Regions from separate parts of the Gossypium hirsutum genome. Here region 1 is linked to region 2. Evidence: chromatin contacts called from public Hi-C data. All regions are on one chromosome and are shown on one strand. Each heading gives the region's core, a stretch centred on a gene start, on an enhancer-like site or on the middle of the called end of the contact. The rest is flanking DNA. Distances are from core to core; before and after follow the strand shown. Region 1 holds the start of LOC107907649 (probable polygalacturonase At3g15720). Region 2 holds the start of LOC107908478 (extensin).

Region 1 (6,720 bases), core at 2,917-5,416, 180 kb after region 2:
CCTTAAGAAAAAAAATGATGGTTCTTTTATGTATCTACTTCTCTATGTTAATGACATGTTGATAGCAACGAAAGATAAAGGAGAGATAAGAAAGGTCAAAGCCTAGCTTAGTGAAGAATTTGAGATGAAATATTTGGGACCAGCAAAGAAAATATTTGGTATAGAGATTCACAAAGATAGAAAAACAAGTAAATTGTACCTAAGTTAGAAGGGGTACATTGAGAAAGTTCTTTGCAGGTTCAAATGCAGAGTGCTAAGCCTGTTAGTACTCCTTTAGCAGCCCATTTTAGACTTTCATCGCCTTTGTCTCCACTATCAGATGATGAGATTGAGTACATGTCACATGTTCCATATTCTAGTGCAGTGAGATCTCTCATGTATGCTATGGTTTGTTCACGTCCAGATTTATCATATGCAATCAGTACAATTAGCAGATACATGGCGAATCCCAGTAAAGAACACTGGAAAGCAGTTCAGTAGATTTTAAGATATTTACGAGGTACTACTGATGTTTGCTTACAGTTTGGAAGAACTAGAGATGGAGTCATTAGGTATGTTGATGTTGATTTTGCTGGAGACCTTGATAGAAGAAGATCTCTCATAGGTTATGTATTTATAATCGGAGGTTGTGCAATCAGTTGGAAAGCCACTTTGCAAACTACAGTCGCTTTATCTACCACTGAAGCTGAGTACATGGCGATTATTGAGGCTTGTAAAGAAACCATTTAGTTGAAGGGACTCTTTAGTGAACTCAATGAAGACCTTCAAATCAATACAGTATTTTGTGACAGTCAAAGTGTCATCTTCCTTACAAAAGATCAAATGTTCTATGAGAGAACAAAGCACATTGGTGTTCAGTATCATTTTGTTCGTGATATTATTGCTCGTGGTGATATTGTTGTGAGCAAAATTAGTATTCATGAAAATCCTACAGATATGATGACTAAGTCACTTCCCATAACCAAGTTTGAGCATTGTTTAGACTTGGTTGGTGTTCATTGTTGAAAAATGCCCCTAAAGGGGTTTCATGGAAGAGGTGGAGAACTTGTTCGTTGAGAGTTCGTGGTGAAAAACTTATTCATTGAGGATTCGTGTCAAGGTGGAGATTGTTAGAATTGAGTGACCCAAATCCTTGTTAAAATAAACTATAGTGGTAAAATAAAATAAAAATAAAATCCATATAGAACTACACTTCTTTTATTTTATTTTAGAATAAAGTTTTTTAACCTTATTACACTTGATCTATTTGATATTGATTAGAATAAGGTGTTTCAACCTTACTACACTCCTTCTATTAAGATATGGTTTTACAAGCCTATAAATAGACATAGTCTACTCCTCTTGTAATCATTCGAATTCGACATAATGAATTATCTTCTCCTTTGCCTGTGGTTTTTTTCCTGAAAGGGTTTCCACGTAAAAAAATCTGTGTGTTCTTTATTTTTCAAATATTCCAATTTTTTAGAGTGAAACTCTCTTAATTATTTTAAAAAGAAAAAAAGAAAAACAAATATCAAATAGCCAAATTACTTAATTTTAACTTTTACATCCCATTGTAAATCTTCTTCCAATTTTTTTCTTCAAAAAAATAATGAATATAAAATAAGTGATTTTTCAATTTTTTTTCACCCTAAAACTTATATTACAATGTGAAAAGAAAATAAAAATGGAATATTGGGTATTATGCTCTTTACTTTAGTAAGGTATATTAAATATTAAGTCTAGATTTATTCATTTTAATTTAAAAGTTAAGAACATTTTGATTCTTATCTTAAAAGTTTTCAATATAATTATCAGCATAGAAGAGTAAAAATAATAATAGACAAAGTATTTCTTATTTTTTAGACAAATTATAAATAAAAACGGAGCATGTAAAATTCTTAATCACATGTTATTATTGAATGGCACCATAGTTCTACAAAATAATAACATATAACTAATATAAAACTATACCTAATTGAAAAGGAAAAAAAAAACAGACTTTAAAGGACAGTTGTTGCAGTGGCAGTTCATCAAAGATGGAATTCAAGACAAGCAAGGAACTCTAGGCTGTGTTTCAGTGGCAGTTCCATGAGCATTATTGCAGACGGTATAGGTTTTAGGACAATCAACGCCTGGTGTTATGTCGATATTACGCATTACTATGTTCCTGCAACCTACCACATTGTCGCATCTCAGGTCGATTGCTTGGTCGTTGGCCGATGTTCCTCGAATATCAGAGTATGTAACATCACTAATTTCAATGGCCCCTGCTTTCTGCAATATCATATGTCAAAAAAAAATCAATATATATTCCACAGTGTCATATATAGAAGGAATGAATAACGTACCATTATTCCTTTCGAAAATTTGCCGTTATCCTGATAGAATTGGTTTATGATAATTGGGTTTCTAGCATTGCTAAGTACAATTTTCTCAAACGAGATCTTTCTGGCATAACCAGAGCAACCCTACAAAAGTTATATTCATAAAAATGTCAAAACAACATTAAAAAACTCAAAATTATATTGATTATATAAAATTATGGATGTTGGTTTATATAATGATCAGGGGATGGTTATAAGAGTCTAAGGGCCTGGGCTAATTCAAAATTTTAGAAAAGTTTAATTTTTTTTTTTAAAATAGTCGATTATCAACAATTAAATTACCTGAAATGTTTTGATCCTCACACCATTTTGAGTGTCCCTTAAAGTACAATTTTTCACGTGTACTTGCTCAACAGTGTCATAAGCTCCACCATCTCCAAGGCTCCCAATACTAAATATAGAACAAGAATCATGTATGTAATATTATGTTAAATGGATTGATAAGAACAAGTGAAGATAGTAAAACTCAATCAACCTGATACCATGGCCTGGACCACAAACAACACCGGTGATATTGATAAAAGATGAACCAGCGTTGATAGCAACACAATCATCACCTGTTGGAACAAAAATGTAAAGAAGAGACCACAAACTAAACAATATCATTTGAATTAATTCTTTATTTTCTCAAAATGGTTATTACCAGTTGCAATGATGGATTGTAGAATTTGAACGTTGGTAGAATCGGAAATATCAATTCCATCTGTGTTTGGGCTTTCATCTGGTGCACTAATCTTAAGATCAGAGACAATAACATCTTTACAGTTTTTTATTGATATATGAGCCCTTGGACTGTTCAAATGAGTGAGTCCCTTTAATTGAAGCCCATTGCAATTGTTAAAATGTAAAGCCTACAACAACAACAACAAACCAAAAATTAAAGGAATCATACTTGTAGCAATTAAACTGTAATTTTCAAAAAGAATAGGAGAACTTACACCAGGTCGACGCTTGCAATAAAAAAAAATACCCTGTAAACGAAAAATAAAAAAAGCAAAGCAAAAATTGAACTAATCTAAATTTTTGAAAAAATATTGATAAAAGATGCTTACATAAACTGATTTTTTCATGCAAGATTGCCACCAAATAGAACCCCTGCCATCAATTTTGCCATCTCCATCAAGATAAAGGTTGTCAACATTTGAAAATTGAATCCAAGTATCCACTCCTTCATTTGCCCATGATGTGCTTAGGGGTGCAATTAGGGTTCCACCAAGCTGTTAAAATGAGCAATCATTATGTAAAGAAAATGTAGATCAATGCATAAGAAATAGTAAATATAAAAATTAACCTGAATACGAATGGCTTTGGCCTTGCATGGACCCTGAAAAACAAGTGGGTTTAGAAGGAATGTTTTCCCTCGCGGGATTTCAAGTGTTACAGTTTCTCCGCCCGCATTTGCATTACAAATATCCTTCCAAGCTTTATTGAATGCCTTTATTTCAAAAACATACAAAAAGAATGTGTTAGAAGAGAATGTTGGATTTTTATATTTAGAAAATTATAATTGGGATTGGGATGTGATACATCATATTTAAAAATAATGTATATAGTTTATGGAAGAACATAGATAACTAGTTATTAGGAAAAATAAGAGAAGTAATTATACTTGAGAGTCATCTATCTGGCCATTTCCAGTAGCTCCATAATCCATAACACTAAAGGAAGAAATTACTTGCTCATTGAAAATTTCATTTTCGAGACCAAAATTAAAAGCAGAAATAGTTTCTTCACTGAAGAATCCATTTCCGAAAGCAAAACCAAACAAAAGAGACAGTGCAAAACCAAAAGCAAGCTGCATAATTGTGAATGATGGAAATGAGTTGAATTAGGGGGGGATTTATATAAATGTCATAATAATTAATCCTTAGTATCAGGTAAATAATCTCTTTAATTTTATTAATTAACCCTAAAATCGGTAATATGATTTTTTGTTTCCTTGAGCAAGTTGAATTTGTTTTCCCCCTTCTATAACTTAAGGTAAATTATCATTTTTCACCATAAATATATATGTATAAAACTAATCAAAAAGGGAAAGAATATCGAATCATGGCTGAAGATTTTAATAACTTAATTCAATGAATTGCAGTATTTGATTTATTATTACATCTGAAATTGTTTTATTTTAGATCCTATTACTATTTTAGCAGTTTTGTAATTGTATGGCCCTATATTTCATGATTCATAAATATTTATTCATAAAACTTTTTTTTTTTTAAATGAGCAAAAGATTACATAATCATATTCTTTTGTAAATTGCCTCTAGCATTATCCTCTATTATGACATCTTGAATCTTTATAGGGATCTTCGATCATGTGCAAACCTTCAACATTAGAGAGAGTCAAATAAAACAACTATTATTTAACATAAAATTAAAAGTGCAATATAATAATCCTTTTATTTATAAATCACTTTTTAAGTTTAATTAAAACAAAGTAATTCATTCTCTTTTATTTGTTACCGAAATTTTTATTTTACTTAACACAAATTTCGTAATGGATAAATCTCATAACTACACATGAATTTAATTTTAATGTATAATGTTATACATTAATTTTGATTTGATTCAATTTTCACAAATTACTAACGCAATTATTGGCATAGCATCATTTTAAATTTATATGTTGCACACACAAAAAATTGTATTTATCTAATATAAAAATAAATTAATGTATTTGTTTATTTAAAATTTAAATGTATACAACTGAATCACAATCAAAGTTTTATGCATAAATCTGAACTACAATCAAAGTTTCATGTGTATAATTGGACCAAATTAAAGATTATGTATCAAATTACAAATAAAAGTAATACAAAGTCCCTTATACTATACCTTGGATTGCATCTTAGCCCCTCTATTGAAAAAATAGACAAATTAACCCTTATATGCTAGATGAGTGAGCAAAATAGCTCCTCTATCAAAAATTGGTATTTATATATGAGATGTAATAATAAATTTAACCCTTAACCTTACACATTTATTCAATTTAACCCCTACTCTTTTATTGAAAGTAAAATAAATCTAAAGGTTGAAAAACACCCTAATAACAAATTAAAAAAATCAATTTATGCAAATCCTTTCTTTTCAAATAAAAGTAAATATACTAATCCCTTTAAGGATTAAAACATTAGAAAATTCTCGTACTGTAGTTGCATGTTAATGTAATTTGGCTCAGTATGTCTTATATTTGAATTTGCATATTAATTACTTTTATTGTTATATTTTTTAACATTTAAAATTTAATTAACATTATTTTTATATTTTTTTATAATTATTAATATTTTATAATTTTTAAAATAACGGTTTGATTCATTTTATATGCACATTTAATTAATTTTTAAAAAATATTTTAAAAAATTAATTATTTTATTGAAATGACATGCCAGAATACGGTCACATGGTAATTTTTGGTGGCTTTCATCAATCACGTCATAGTTAATAATTAAATCGGTCAACTGACATTTTCTGTTAATGGAAAAGGCCAATTTATTTTTTTGAGTCAATAAAGGCTCAATTGGGTGCCTTTAACTTTTTTCATAAGCACTCAATTAATTTTTTGATTTTTTAATAAAGATTTTTTTTACCTTTTAACCTTTAACTTTTAATTTAATCTAATAATATTAATAGATACTTAAATAAATAGAATTTAGAATTCAACACAGGTGAAAAAGATAATATCTTTTAAAATAATAATATTATTAAAAATAATTGTATTTTAAAATAAAGATAAATAAAAAATAAAAAATTATTTTAGTGATATTTATTAATATACGTTAAAAATAACTGAGCTAATGTATAGTTTTAGTGTGATTTTTATATTGAGTTAGTAGCTTCTTACACGTATATATCAATTAAAATATAATATACTTATTTCTTAAAAAGTGTTACAAAATTTACAACATTTCAAAAATAATATGATTGAAAAATAAAAACAAAATAATTTAAATTTTTAATTTTAGAATTTTAGAATTTTTTTGTCAAATATTGATCTATTACTAATATTTTAATATTATTTTAATAATGTATATTTTATTAAAGTTCTTTATGGTTTTTAAGGTTATAGAGAGAGATATAATGTTTCCTAATTTATAAAATGTCTTTTACTTCACATTACTTACTTAGAATACAATTTAAGACTTTGTGTAATTATTGAACTTATAAATTTATAAATTTATAAATTTATAAATATGTTATTCATTTATGTAATTGGTTTGAAAAACAATACTTTCATTTTAAAATGTGTTTTAAAAAGGTTGATTGTATGTATCAATTAAAAAATATTAAATTATACTATTACATTTTATAGTTAAATAAATTTCTTATTTGTGCAGTACACAAATTGATTATATGTA
Region 2 (6,545 bases), core at 1,095-3,594:
TCCCATTTTATTGATCTCATGCAAATTTCAGGAGTTAGCAATACAATTTACAGTTCTCATGAAGGGAGAAGTGAGATCCAGTTTACACAGTACAATTTTCAGTTATAAGCCTTAGGAAGGAAAATAGAAAGAACCCTAAATCAACGGCCTCATAGAATCTTAACTATGTAACTTTTATAATTACAAAATTTATGTTGGGGAGTTTTAGTCATGGTAAATTTACATTGTTTATTGGAGAAAAGAAAGGAGATCATTCTTCTATCTTCACCAATCAATATTGGTACTCGAAATGGCAACCGTCGTAACCTGTTTTCACACGAAAGTTTAACACAAATTAATAGCCCATTTTATAACAATAGAAACTTTTCACCGGGTCTTGGCTTGACAAAATTCTGTAAGAGCATAAGATTTGAGTTTTTAGTAGTGTCAGATTGAATTGTAAATTTTTGGAGCCAAAACTTTTCAGTTTTGGGGACCAAAAGAATAAATTTTGCCAAACCAAGGTTGGCTAAGACCCTGCCTTCTCCTGAAAATCTTACTCAAAGGATACTCTGAATCGAGTCAGATAGTTTTTATGGGAAAATCTAATTGAAAGTTTCACTTAGATAAACTGTAATTATATCTTATGACTAGGCCAAGTCCGGAGCTTAATAAACCCTATTTAAAGGCGGCCTAAACCAAACCGGTCAGTTTCCATAGATAGATCTAATGGAGAAACTCACTTGGATCAACTGTGACAAGCATGGCTGTGCCACCAAACTCACACGTGCCACCAGCAATCTTGGTTTTCTGCCAATAGCTATTAAAAGCGTAGGAAGCATGTGCAAAGATGGTGTCAGGCTGAAAACATGGACCACTAGGTTGAATTGAATCACAATCCGCCCCGGATGCACATGCATAGTTCATTGCCTCTTGCATGATTGGGCCAGGCACTGATGGCTTAGCCACACACCATAATTGTGTGGTTGGAGCCCTATTGGGATGTGGTAGAACCGTTGGGGGTGGGTACACAATTGGCGGTAGAAACTCTGGTGGGCTTGGATTAAACCCAAATGGTGATGGAACATTATATGGCGGGCTCACAACAACGGTTGGTGGGCTCAGCTCGTAATAGGGTGGGCTCAATACCGGCCCCGATGGGCTTGGTATGTAACCTGTTGGTGTTGGTATTGCTTGTGGAGGGCTTGGAAAAATACTAGGTGGGTTCGGGACTATTCCAGGTGGGCCTGGAAAATTACTAGGTGGGTTCGGGACTATTCCGGGTGGGCCTGGAAATATAATCGGCGGGTTCGGAACTATTCCGGGTGGGCTTGGTGGTGGGCCAAGAGGAGGAAAGTTGTAAAAGGGAGAGGGTGGGGAAGGTGAGGTTCCAATTGGAGGTTCAGGGGTATTTGGAGGGTTAACACAGTAAGGATGTGAATTTTCAGGGGGCAAAGAATCAAATGGTGGCAAAGAAAATGGTGAGCTTACTCCGTAAGGTTGAGTATTTGATGTATCAGTGGGTTGTTCAATCACTAAACTCATAAGTTTACTCATTAGCTCTAAGTTCTTTGTGTGCTTTATGATTGAATTTCTTTGATGTTTTGGATCTTTGATATGTTCCATTGATTTTCTTGCATCTGCCCAATAAACAACTGTTAGATTTACATTTAATCATCCCAAAACATTTTTGCCCTTCCCCAATAATATATATCACCCTGAATAAATGAAAAGATTGCAAATGTTAGGGTTTAAAACAACTAAGCTTATAATACCAAAACTAGAACATAAACATGGCATGACTACTTAATGACTCACACTTATACAACAAAATAGAAATATTCGTTTACTGAGGAAGACATAAATTACATGATGCGAGTTTGTATATTCATTAGAGGCGAAGCAAACTAAATATACTCCATGCAACATTTGGACTGTCAAAAACTAAAACAATGGAATCCTTTACCACACTTCTAGTTCTAGGGGCAGGGCCTTGTCATAAGGGTAAAATATTAATATTATAAATCTTTTTAAAAATAATAACATTGTAGGTTAATCCAACGATATAATTACATTTAATTCTAAAAAAATTATAATTTTATTTTGACCCCTCTTTGGATTTGCCCTACTGACATGGTAAAAATGAGGAACTTAAATAAAACAATAATGTAGCAGAAATCAGCTTACCGCAATGCATGGAAAGAGTGGCCGCCATTGTTGAAAAGAGAAGGAACATGCAAAGCCTGTTTTCCATGATTCAATTTCAGCAATGCCAAATCACTCAAAGACTATTCAAAGAGCAGAAGACTGATAATTGAGACATATATAAAGGCAACCAAAGGAGACAACTGTGTATGTTGGCCATCAAAGATTTGATTCTTGAGTATCTACTTTTATTGTAACTCGGATGTAAATGACATATTTGTTTCGATTTGAAAAAAATTAACATTTAAATTTAATTTGTTTAATATTTTAAAATTTGACTCCAATGACTAGCGAGCACATTATTGAAAAATTTTAATTTTGAATTTAAGCTTGAAGCATAAATAATCGAATTTAGACCTGAGCATGAGAATTAAATCTTATTTTTTACTAATCGAGTGAATTCGAGTAGTTTGGTTTTTATCTTGAATCAAGTTTGAGTTTTTAAAGTTAAAACTTGAGGGATCTCGAATTTAGAATTAAACTCGAGCTTGGCTCGAGTTGATTATGTAAATGAGTACTCACTTTTGCTTAGAAATGTAAATATGAAGAATAATGTAAAGGGATTAAAAGGTGTAAAGGAAGTTGTTCACTTTGATTTAACTTAAACATTTCATGTTGTTGATGCAAAATTGGCATATATGCTTGCTTTCATATTGGGAAAAATCAAAGTGAAGGTTTTTGGTTGCGCTTTTGTCTTGCTTGCTTTCTACTCAAAGTTCTCACTTTCTCACAATTTTTATGATTTGAATCATCCTGAGAATTGGATTATGATGAGTTTGAAATATGAAAAATGAATAAATGATAATTTAATTGTATATATATATTTATATTTGAATGTAAATCCGAAAAAAATATAAAAAAGAATAAGTGCTTTTAAAAATTAAGAGTCCAAATGATATAACTAGAGAGTGATATTAATCAAAGATGAAGCTGAGATTTTGCCATTGGGAGGATTAAGCTTTGTGCAAAGCCTTTTTTTTTTGGGTATGTTGAACATATCCTGTTGGACCCTCTCTATAAAAGTCTTAACTAATTGGAATATTAGAATGAAAAAGGCAGTTTTACAACTGTTTTTTTTCCTCTTAGAAAGTTTTACGACTGGTGAGATCGTAAAAATGTGCCCTTTTGCTGCATATTTTAGCATCGATGTAACGTGTCATACTGAAGCATCAACATGATTATTTGCCCTTCTATATGGGCCATCACTTTGGGGTAAGTAGGGACCAAGCTAGTAACTTTACGCAAAGGGGCTTAAGATAAAATTTTTAAATTTTGGTTTAATTAATGTATCATTTATATATATTTTTCAGTTTATAAAGATTAAAAGTTCGTGATTGTTCCTCTCAATGATGTCATATTCAAAGTTCAAACTTGAATTTTTTGCTTGAGAGTAATGTATTTTATTATTTCACTCAATATTTTTTGATAAAATTACTTAAAAAAAACTTTAAATTAAAAAATTAATTATAAAAAAGGGTAAAAAATAAAAATTTTCTGATAGGCTAAAGGATTAAATATTAATTTATTGATATTTGAGAGGTGATAAAAATGAAATATATTCTTTTCATTAAGGGAAACTAAAACTCTTATTTCAACTTTTAAGATAAAATATCGAATATGACGAAATTATAATTAATCACTTTGAACATAAAACAATGTAAAATTTCAATGCCTCAAACTTGTTATGATTTGTGTTTGGACATAAAGATTAGAGAAGATATGCTTTTCTAATGTCATCATCTTCCATGAAAAGATAAAATGATAATCTCAGTGCTTCTACGAAAGAAGCAAATAAAAAATTTCAAAAAATATATTCTCTAATCTTGAAAGCCAAAAGAAAATTCAGCATAAACGTGAGGAGCATGGAGATGATATGGTGAGGTAGATAAAATTATCATTATAATAATAAGAAAGAACGACGGCATGAATTAATGCAAGGGTGCCTAAGTTGGAAGAATAAAAGTTTATAAAGCATTTGAGAAAGCAATAAAGTATGTGGAACAATGAGTTAGCTCCAGAATCAAACCACACAAAGAAGTAATAAATAAAGGATGGTGGATTAAGAAAGAATGTACTAAATCAGGGAAGAAGACTTTGCTTCTAGAATATTTGCCTCCCTATTCTTTAGGTCATCTTCACTTCTTTATACTAGATAGTGCTACCCATCAAAATAAATTCCTTGCCCTTGCATCATATAATCCTTGAGGATCATTGACTTGGTTTTCTTTCGTCGCCTCTTTGGTATATTCTTGGTGTCCTTCAGTGCCTTCTCGTGATGTACTATCTTCATTCATCACATTACTTGTCCTCAAGGTTCCAAGTGTTGGGTTATATCCACTTAAGCCTTGTATGATTTTTAGTGTAATAATATGAGGAAAATTTTTTTTATCTATTATATATGTATTGTAATAGTTAGATATTAAATAAAGAATAATTAGTACATTTTTAAACTTGAAATTAGAAATATAAGTAATAACTCTTATAAAAAATAAGACATTTTCAAAATAAGCGAAAAATTTTCCTACTCTTTGCTAAAAACAAGTCATAGGAGTAGCTAAATATTACCAATTGAATTACTTTATTGTTAACCCATATACTTTATTGTTATAAATCACTGTAATATTTTGAATTGATTGATTAAAATTTTCACATGTTTATTCATTATACTTTGTACGGATATTCTCATTGGTTTTGCATGAAATACAAATGGTTTAAGTAAATATTTACTCACTGATTATCTGAGGTTTAACTAACATTGAGTTGCATGATAAAGATTGTTCTGTAATATAGAAGAAAACTTATGTTAGAAGGTAGTCTAAAAAGTCCACGAGCTCATGATGAGAAAATGACTCATGTTAGGACTATTATGTTGTCTATATAAGTCTAATTAGGGAGATAACTTACCTTAGCTATCGGAGTAGGATTGACTCCTAAGATAGAGAGAAATGTGATTGTACAGGTTGACAATACATCGGACTGGATTCTAGATAAATCAATCTTAAATCCGTTTATAAATTAATTTTCTTGTGATGTGCATCATGTAATTTACCTTAATCTTGAGTAAGTCAATGACTATGTATACTTTGATGTATTGATAACAAGTGTATCTCAAAGTATTAAGCAAAAGGTTGGTATGTTGGTGATGCATGCTCTAGTGTCACAGGTCGTGGATCAAAACCTGTGACCATTGCGCCTTGAATGTCCCATGGAGGTCAACTGATTAAATGGGGCTCATTTGACCCACTTGAACTGACTCGATTCGTGGAACCCATGGAGAATCCCATCTACGTGAAGCCTTGGTAGCCTAGTGAAACACTCCAGCAAAACTAGAGTTATCAGGGTAACTAATGTAAATTCTAAGGGATAAAGATGTATAGAGTCTAAATCCTTTAGGAGTCTCATATTGTAGATAGGCACTAATATCATCTATTGATGTAATTCGATCTGTACCGTTGGATCTGGGGGAGCTCAACTGTAAATAAAGGCCTTTCCCCTCATTTGTATCCATTCTGTTGATAGTTAAAGAATATATTTGAGAGTATTTACTCAAACACTGTGTACATTACTTTCTTGTGGCATTTTCAATTATCTTGTTGCTTTTTTTTTTTGAGTTTGCTTCCTTTTTGTTTTTGGTGTTTTAGATAATTTTTATGAGAATTCTCACTTTGCGAGAGTTAGGTTGACTTAGGAAAATTTGAACCAAGAAATCAACTAGGGCTGCATAGATTGCGAGACTAAAGTTATAGCTGCGTGATAGTTGGTTTCAGAGCCAGTGTTCAAAGGTGCCGATTGAGATGTCGAAAGGAGTAGACGAGTAGGTTGAGCTTATGGAGACCTGTGGGAGGGGCAAAAAAGCTAACAACTTGAGGGATATGCTTTTAGCTTTGGATGGCAAGGTTGTCAAACTTGAGGGTTCCATGGATGATGTGAAAGAGACCCTTAAGGAAGTTGATGGGGCATACCATAGAGCTGAAATTGAGGCAAGATCAACTCAAGGAACAAATGAAAGAGTGATGCAAGCATGGACATGGACCCAACTCTTAATGTCAAGCAAATAGCTTGTGATCCAATTGAGCTGCCAATAGGGCCAATTACTCGTGCACGAGCTAAGAAGTTCAAAGAAGCTGTCACAGGTATCACTGATCGAGTTTGGGCAGAAGCTGTCATAGGACTAATTGATCAAGCTTGGATATGCACTCTATGCATCCCATGCAACGTGCTTCAAACAAAGTTTTAATTTCAGCTTGTTTAATTCGGCTGCTGGAAATAATGATTTCAATCCATTTTAGTTATTTTAGTTTGTGTCCTTAATTATGTCTTAGTTTAAACATCATTAATATATGTATTTAATTATGTCTTAG

The links. Hi-C and Micro-C count contacts between places; a contact is called where the count stands out from the background.
Region 1: a Hi-C map of leaf shows a contact between it and region 2, with 4 times the contacts expected there. The contact joins the promoter of LOC107907649 here to the promoter of LOC107908478 in region 2. A contact is called at or near these places in 18 of 34 Hi-C or Micro-C datasets (anther, callus, cotyledon and 4 more).

The regions. Positions count from the first base shown.
Region 1 is chrD02:43,209,772-43,216,491 of Gossypium_hirsutum_v2.1, forward strand. It overlaps LOC107907649 (probable polygalacturonase At3g15720), which reads right to left and starts at 4,167. Exons shown (of 8, transcript XM_041088326.1): 1 at 3,976-4,167; 2 at 3,658-3,801; 3 at 3,419-3,583; 4 at 3,305-3,337; 5 at 3,010-3,217; 6 at 2,842-2,923; 7 at 2,649-2,757; 8 at 1,907-2,450. The coding sequence starts at 4,167. The coding sequence ends at 2,283.
Region 2 is chrD02:43,030,208-43,036,752 of Gossypium_hirsutum_v2.1, forward strand. It overlaps LOC107908478 (extensin), which reads right to left and starts at 2,345. Exons shown (of 3, transcript XM_016835658.2): 1 at 2,167-2,345; 2 at 723-1,619; 3 at 1-306. The coding sequence starts at 2,233. The coding sequence ends at 272.